3 separate regions of the Zea mays genome follow, and all the other regions are linked to region 2. The links are chromatin contacts, called in public Hi-C maps. All regions are on one chromosome and are shown on one strand. The core of a region is the stretch at or near the end of the contact, and the rest is flanking DNA. Distances in the headings are between cores, read along the strand shown. Region 1 has its middle 26 kb from the start of LOC100272258. Region 2 holds the start of LOC100276620. Region 3 holds the start of LOC100285937 (gibberellin receptor GID1L2).

What was found. Hi-C and Micro-C count contacts between places; a contact is called where the count stands out from the background.
Region 1: a contact with region 2 is called in a Hi-C map of ear, with 2.9 times the contacts expected there. The contact joins the enhancer-like site here to the promoter of LOC100276620 in region 2. A contact is called at or near these places in 4 of 25 Hi-C or Micro-C datasets (bundle sheath, ear, endosperm and 1 more) and 1 of 3 datasets of contacts at active chromatin or transcription factors (leaf).
Region 3: a contact with region 2 is called in a Hi-C map of leaf, with 5 times the contacts expected there. The contact joins the promoter of LOC100285937 here to the promoter of LOC100276620 in region 2. A contact is called at or near these places in 5 of 25 Hi-C or Micro-C datasets (ear, leaf and tassel).

What each region holds. Positions count from the first base shown.
Region 1 is chr7:132,099,948-132,102,647 of Zm-B73-REFERENCE-NAM-5.0, reverse strand. No RefSeq gene overlaps it. Among protein-coding and RNA genes, the nearest start is that of LOC100272258, 26 kb to the left of the region's middle. Within about 2 kb of position 1,412, at least 20 of the 20 cell types and tissues checked have an H3K27ac peak or open chromatin away from gene starts, as enhancers often do. A contact at or near this core is called in bundle sheath, ear, endosperm and 2 more, where this site is marked.
Region 2 is chr7:131,847,357-131,850,056 of Zm-B73-REFERENCE-NAM-5.0, reverse strand. LOC100276620 reads right to left here and starts at 1,324. Exons shown (of 2, transcript NM_001150366.1): 1 at 1,098-1,324; 2 at 185-997. The coding sequence starts at 1,286. The coding sequence ends at 377.
Region 3 is chr7:132,071,223-132,073,922 of Zm-B73-REFERENCE-NAM-5.0, reverse strand. LOC100285937 (gibberellin receptor GID1L2) reads left to right here and starts at 1,301. Exons shown (of 1, transcript NM_001158826.2): 1 at 1,301-2,700. The coding sequence starts at 1,528. The coding sequence ends at 2,568.

The DNA.
Region 1 (2,700 bases), core at 163-2,662, 250 kb before region 2:
ATCATGATGTGCACGTACGGTGTCGGTGTGTGCCTGAGCCCGGAGCAACCGTCGGGTAGATCAGGACATGTACAGTGGAGAGACATCAAAACGGTTCTTCAAGCACATGAGACAATTAAAAGACTCTATTGTATAATGGAGTGTTTATAAACGTAGTCTATTAATAAATACAGAATTAAATGTATTTATATAGCATCAGATCGATAGAACAGACGACAAATTCGTATAGTGTGAAGTGAAGCGTCTGTTGCTACTTGGTTTACGAGTCAGAGACGTCTCTTAATAGAGAGACGGCTCTAAAGTTTTTTTGCAAATAACCCCTTAAACATATTAAACACCATTGTACATACCCTAAGGAACGCGGGCGAGGAGCCGAGCCGACGAGTCTGCTGCCCGCACTCCGCTTCCTCCCTCCGAAATGGGATCAGATGCGTAGGCCGCCGACGTCGAGGCTGAAGAACCGCTGAGCACCGCTGCAGCCAACATCACGGGGGCCGCGGGCGCAGGACCCTTCGTCCCCGCGCCCATTGCCACGGCCCAAGGGGATGCTAGCTGCCGGCGCAGGGAATTATGCGGCTCACATGCGTGCGTGCACGCTCCTCTGCCGAGCGGGAGGGAGGCCGGCGGACCGACGCAGCTGCGGACTACTGCTGTGACGGATCTGAACTGGGGGCCGGCGCGCATTTAGGGCAATGATTGGCTCGGCTTTTCCGACGGCCGCACAGCCAGGACAGTAGGACACGACGCCAGCGCAGGCGGCCGTGGCACGAGGAAGCCCAGGACCGCGGCGCGTGCGGTGAACGGTGATGGAGTCATGGAGCTGGAGCGGCTTGTGAAGGACAGGACTGAACGCCCATGGGACTGGGACGCTTTCAATAGCGTCGGGGACGTTTTGTCAGATCTGATCTACCACCGTGGTCTGCAGGACCCAGGAAGGATACAAGAAGATCAGTACGGGTGTACGGGGTTACCGCCTACTGGCAGGTGAATGTCGAGAGGAACTTCTGTGCGTTTGTACTGGCCAGTACTCGGCTATCGCTACCGGCAGGTGACTGTCGAGTGCAGACACACCTGGGCTCACTCACATGTCAGATACTACATACTAGTGCAGAGACGGGCCGGGCTTGTTTGGATGGGCTAAACCAACGGTGGCCAATTGATGAGTAGAAATTTATTATAGTTTTGTTTATTATATTTAATGATGAACTTAACTTTAATCCGGTAATCTAAATATGCTCTAATAACTGAACGAGGTGCGGCCCGATCAGACAGACAGGGTACAATGCTCAGAATCTACTCATCATTCAGCCATGCACGACTACCCCCAAATCCATTCCCCAAGCCGTGTGTCCAGCTACTACTGATGAGGTTTGCTGCCAGCTTGTGTCAACCGCACTTTATTTAAGCCGGGGCCCCTCGTGCTCGTGTCGTGTGTGGGTGCACTAAAGCAGAGAGTACAGCTGGGTAGGCTTCGGGACAGACAGACTGACTGGCAAATTCGATGGAGGGTATGGAACTTGGAAGCATCAACTGTACATGTACTGACACATCTGGTTTGTTTTACAGCTAGAGTACGTACTCCGTCGGAGCAGTAGTCACTAGTATGTTGATATATTCGCTTTTTATAATTGTGTTATGTTTAGTTTTTTTTTAAAAAAAATTAAGTCCAAATATCGATGTGTACGCACAAGGAACAAAGACCCCCCTGCGCCGGCACCGCAACCGGCCGGCTCATGTGCTTGATGGGCCTCGGTCATTTTCAGTGGTCCCTGCCGTCGGCTTTAAGGACCGGAGCACGCTCAGTCGCTCACTGACCGGCTGTCGTCGATCCCGTGTGTTTTCGTACGCACAGGGCATGGGCACGGCATGTGCGCTGCACGGAGCTCCATTCATTCATGGAGGACGGACGGAGTCCCCGAGCACCCCGATACCGGCGAAGGCGACCTGCCAGGCCGCGGTTGATGAGGCCGGTGGAGGCTCCAGTCCAAGTCGCCAAGACATTCCAGCACGGGCAGACGTGTCGCAGGCTGCCGAGACGTCTCTCGGCAGCTCCCAACTCCCCCAACAACAAGCTCCGAACGGCGTGATGGGATGGCGCCGCCGGTCGCCGTCGAGATCATCATTGCCGCCGTTGCCTTTCAGCGCGGGCACGGCTCGGCGGTTTCAGGGGGTTTAATTAGTACGGCGGCGAGCACGATCGACCCGCTTGATGGTAGCCGGAATGTTAAAGCAAGCGGAGTTGCCCAGAAGTTGGAGCAAGGGTAAAGCTCGCTGTAGCGGGGGCAATCAGCGTGTCCGCAGAATCAGAGGTTGAGAGTCGTAGCGTTGATATCCTCCTCCTCTTTTCGAACAAGGTTGGAATCATTGGAGTTAGGTGACGGGGGGCACAGCCGGATTCGAACAACGGAGATTGATGAAACCCACTGCTATGCATTCATTCATTCATTTCATGGCACTGAAAGCGCTAGCACGGCTCTGAATCCTGCCGGGCGGCAACACGTGTCGATCCGACGAAGACTTACTACACGTGCCGTGACACGGATTTACACAACCAGGCGCTGTTCACATTTCTCTTGTTTATCGCCGGATTGAGAGGGTGATGCAGTAACCAAGGCGTACGACCAGGTAGCAAGCGAGATTTCTGCGGCGACACTGACACGACCCGCAAGCGTCCGACCGATCGGCCACAGCGGTCAGCGG
Region 2 (2,700 bases), core at 75-2,574:
TTCATCTCATCCAAATCGAACGAAGAACTTCACGAACTTTTCTAGGAAGAAAAACGTGGAGTGAATCGGGACTAGATAGAAACACCATCTACTGAAAGTCTCAATGAAGATCGAGTGAGATCTCTCTGAGTAGAGGCCAAAAGAAAAAAAAGAAAACTAGAGCGTACGTCCCACTCACAAGAACTGAAAAGTAAACCAGAGTTTATTTTTGAGAACACGTGCACCTGAAAAATCCTTGCAAAAGATCAAGGCCTCGAACAAGCATGCATGCCACATCTTCGCGTAGGAATCCTGCGGGAAGCTTCACCATTTTGTCGGAGCAAATGAACTGTTTCGTGTCCTGTAGAAATGTAGAATCCCTATGGAACTCTCGCATTCAAGCACGCAGGCCACTAGCGGCGGCGCGGTCATTTACTGCTAGCGTAGCAGCAGTGGCTGCTTTGTGTCTGTAAGCCGGGGTTGGGCTGCGCCTGCGCGGCGAGGCTACTGTACTGACGCTCTTGCGCCACTTCCACGAGTCGGCTGGCGTGCTGGGCAGCGGCGGCAGCAGCGGGAGGACGGCTGGGCGACGGCACAGCCCGAACGGCCACCCGTCGCAGTCCCGGAAGCGCTCCCAGGCCTCGGGCGACCGGCGCAGCATCGGCGGGGACGGGCCTGTCATCATGCGCGGCGACGACGCCGCGGTCGCCGCCCGGCTCGGGCTCGGGCTCGTGCTGCGCGTGAAGCAGCTCTTCACGGAGAAGAACGCCTCGCTCTCGTCGTCCGCGTCGCAGTAGACGTCCCCATCGTCGTCGTCGGCCACGGCCGCCCCCTCCACCACGACGCACGTCTTGGGACTCGACAGCTCGTCGAGAACGGTTCTCGGACCGAGCGGAGCGTACGAGTACGACCAGGCGAAAGCGGAGCTCGACGACGGCAGGGGCAGCGGCGTCGGCGAGTCCACGCTGCACCTGGACCGCCTCTTCATCTGCCGGCTCCTCATCTCGCTGAGGATCACCTGCACAATCATTCATGGAGGGCTTAGCGAATTCCGTGAACGGACCAAGGACTGGATCGGGAGCTACGCGCTACTATACATCATATCAGCCAGTCCTTACCTGCTTGGTATCTCGCGCTTCGTCGAGGACGCTGTCGTCGTCGCTGTCCCCGCCGGAGCTCCACCCGGCGATCCCGACGCAGGGGACATGGCAGTGCGCGTAGGTCTCCCGGATGAGCGACGACAAGGACTTGCAGTAGTGGTTCGCCGCGGGCAGCTTCGGGTGGAACTCTTGCGCCAAGCAAGGCATTATATCACTCGCTCCTCCCTGATCAATCAATCGCACATGGATCGAACGATCACCGATGTGTGCAGGCAGCTACGGATCGGCCTGTTTCTCCCGGCGTTCGTCCGGTCACCGATGAGGAGTGGTAGAGATATAAATGGAAGAGCTCGGTCGCCCATGTGCATGACAAGTGCCCCGTAACTTAAAAAGAGAGGCTTGCAAGGAGAGCCTGTTGGCGTTTGTGGAATTCGTAATCCTTTGGGTTGAAGGCTAAGCAAGAAATACTAGCTCGTAGAGTTTGAGGTGGACATCGGGCGAGAAATTGCGGCGGCGGCGGCGTCAGATTGCGATTGTGTACTCTACTGCTGCTCGGTTGCTACATATTCTCCTATTTCTTTTCACAAATGTAAGCTTGGTTTAGCCAAGTCGAACTATTGTAGATTTTCTAGCAATAAATTATATTATATAAGTTAAAATAAAGGCAGCATGTCATAGAAAGTAGCTTTCGTTCTAAACCCAGTATTGTCATTTTTTGTTGTCGGTCTATAAACGAACGAAGCAAAGATATTAAGGGCTAGTTTATTTTATTTAAAAAAGAAGGAGAAGAACGGGATCTTGCGCCATGTGCGCTATATATCAACCTGCAGGAAGTACTCTTCGCGAATGACCGTAGCAGTAGCAATACAAGTCGAAATAATTCATTGCCATATAGGAATCACTCTCCTGCTGATGACATGTTAAAAACGAATTTTAATAGATCTCCAATAGTTTGATGCGAGAAAGTCCAACATGAAAGGAGGCTAACTACTAGCAGGTGTTCATTGAGCACTTATAACATGCTATTAGCAGGTTTATTGAGATGGACTATAGGATTCCAGTATTCTGTTGAAGATGAACTACTAGCAGTATATACTAATACATATTTCGAGTGTTTGGATTGCAAGGAGATTGTTTTATCAGCCTTAAACAGTACTCCCTCATTTTTTTTTCAAAAAAATGTATTTTTGACTTTATCCTAATGTAAACTATCTTTAAGTTTAGCATATATTAAACTAAATAGCATCACTAATATTTTCATGATCTAAAATAAGGATCACTAGATTTACCATAAAGTATATTATATATTATACTTATTAGGTTATCATGAGACAGCACTATAGCTTTGTTCTCTCACTTTAACATGCACGACTCGTCCCCAGACCCCAGGTACCAAACTGGTACTAGTAGCTTTTACCGGTGAAACGTCGCGGCTGGGATGAACTCGCCGTATTTGACTATGCACACCCAGACCGGCCAGCACTCACCGGTCATGTGATCCACACGCCGAGCCGAGCGCTAGCCGTGCAGCGTACTCATGAATGCGCAACAGTTGCGGCCGCACCAGCGACCGGCGACGAGAGCGACGGCGCGACACCTCAGACCTCGCCGGCGCGTAGGG
Region 3 (2,700 bases), core at 52-2,551, 220 kb before region 2:
CAGAGAAGGCCGGATATGTTAATTTTTTGTGCTATCTGAAACAAACGATGGTTCCACTGATTTCAACAAAATAAGTACTTCTAGGGCTGCTAAAAAAATTTCTTCCAGTTAGTATAAACTTTTTTAATGTAAACTCATGACCTTTTCGTGATGACATGTGAACTCACCACATTTTTATGGTTATTTACGGCTACTGTTCATGCTACTGTTCGTGACCTGTTCATGCTACGTGACGAATCCATCCTGCTGTCCGTCAGTGGCGAATCTAGCCGAAAATATGATCGGGGTCATCAAGAGCAGCTTTGCTATATCATACAAATTTTTATGAACTTTAACAGTATTTTGCTAAAGGATTTATAAAATTTATCGGGGTCGCCTGACCCCGATAAACCCCCCTAGATTCGCCCCTGCTGTCCGTGACCTGTTCATGCTACTGTTTGTCCTACTCTTCATGTCATGTTCGTGTCCTGCTCCTATCCGTGACCATCCCTGTTGGTGAGCTGATCGGCGAGCAGCAGTGCAGCACCTGTTTGGCGATGTTCGGCGAGCAGCACCTGTTGGCGATGTTCGGCGAGCAGCACCGCGACCTGTTCAGCGAGTAGCAGCAGCTGGCGAGCCATTCGTGTGACCTAGGGCGTATAATTACATAGGGGTAAAAGTGTCTTGTCAGGAACAAAATACATGGGATTTGATTAGAAAAGGAAAAGAATAGGCTAAATGGCAACTTAATCAATTAGAATATGTTTGTAGTACCTTTTTTGCGAATCAAATGTTTTGGGTGGCAATATTGCGAAGCACAATGATTAGAGTCCCAAATATGCAATTGTCTCTACTACTACGGAGCACCATGGCTCTGGAAAGATGCTTAGTTTGTGCTTTGATTATCTTGAAACCCATGCTGTGAGTGTGATGCGTGTGATTCAAACAAGCATGGAAGGGGTTCAAGAAACGCATGCAGCTTTTCTTCGCAGCGCTCAAACGCCTGGAGTGGACTAAAGAAGTATGAACCGTCCGTGCTTTTTTTAGGAGCCTGCAACTTTACGCTCAGATGCCAGTGGGGCCTTGAAAAAAACCTTTCCAGTTCGTCGAAAAGCGCGAGTCCCATGCCGACCACCTCGCAAATCAAGAGCACAAATCGCGCCATTGGCATAACAGCAGTCTTAAAACTTTTTTGGCGGGTGGTGTGAACTGTAGTGAATCGCGCGGGCGGCGGTCACATGCCCTGCACGGTACGGTCCAGCGCGCGAGAGTGAGGAGGAATTAAAGGCCCGGCCGGGCGGGCCGGCGCTAAAGCGGTCGTCGAAAGCCCACCACCACGATCCGCGCCACAAAATAGTGCGGTGCGCCCAGCCCTGTCGGCTCGGCTGCCTCCGCCTCCGCTCCGCGCCGCGCATATAACCGGACCCCAGTTCCGTGACGGCCTCAGTCAGTCCCCGAGGAGGAGGAACAGCTAGGTGCGGAAAGGCAGCTCTCAGTCTCACACTCTGCCAATCCCAGCCTGAGTTCTGCTCTGCTCTGCTTCTAGCCATGGTGGCCTCGCGGATCTTGCTCCCGCTGCTGCTCTCCCTCTTCCTATGCTCGCATTGCTGTACCGGAGCGGCGGCGGCGAAGCGGCAGCTGCTGCAGGCGCAGTCGCAGGTGAAGTTCGACTTCTCCCCGTTCCTGATCGAGTACAAGAACGGGCGCGTGAAGCGGCTGATGGGCACCAACGTGGTGTCCGCGTCGTCGGACGCGCTGACGGGCGTCACCTCCCGCGACGTGACCATCGACGCTTCGACGGGCGTCGCCGCGCGGCTCTACCTCCCGAGCTTCCGCGCCAGCGCCCGGGTGCCCGTGCTCGTCTACTTCCACGGCGGCGCGTTCGTGGTGGAGTCGGCGTTCACGCCCATCTACCACGCCTACCTCAACACGCTGGCCGCCAGGGCGGGCGTGGTGGCCGTGTCGGTGAACTACCGGCTGGCGCCGGAGCACCCGCTCCCGGCGGCGTACGACGACTCCTGGGCGGCGCTCAGGTGGGTGCTGGCGAGCGCGGCCGGGTCGGACCCGTGGCTGGCCCAGTACGGCGACCTGTTCCGCCTGTTCCTGGCCGGCGACAGCGCCGGCGGCAACATCGCGCACAACCTGGCACTGCGCGCGGGGGAGGAAGGCCTGGACGGCGGCGCGCGGATCAAGGGCGTGGCGCTGCTGGACCCCTACTTCCAGGGCCGGAGCCCCGTGGGCGCCGAGTCCGCGGACCCGGCGTACCTCCAGTCCGCGGCGCGCACCTGGAGCTTCATCTGCGCGGGGAGGTACCCGATCAACCACCCCTACGCGGACCCGCTCCTGCTGCCGGCCTCCTCGTGGCAGCACCTCGGCGCCTCCCGCGTGCTGGTCACCGTGTCGGGGCAGGACCGCCTCAGCCCCTGGCAGCGCGGGTACTACGCCGCGCTCCAGGGCAGCGGCTGGCCCGGCGAGGCCGAGCTGTACGAGACCCCCGGCGAGGGCCACGTCTACTTCCTCACCAAGCTTGGCTCGCCGCAGGCGCTCGCCGAGATGGCCAAGCTCGTCGCCTTCATTAACCGCGACTAGCAGCCGCCGGAGTAAATCCGGTACATGCAGGCCGCTGCAGTGCCGCGACAACATCAGCATACCTATAGTAACTAGCGAGAGCGAGGTGATTGGTAGTGGTAATTACATTTTTTTTTGGGTCCTTGATGATGA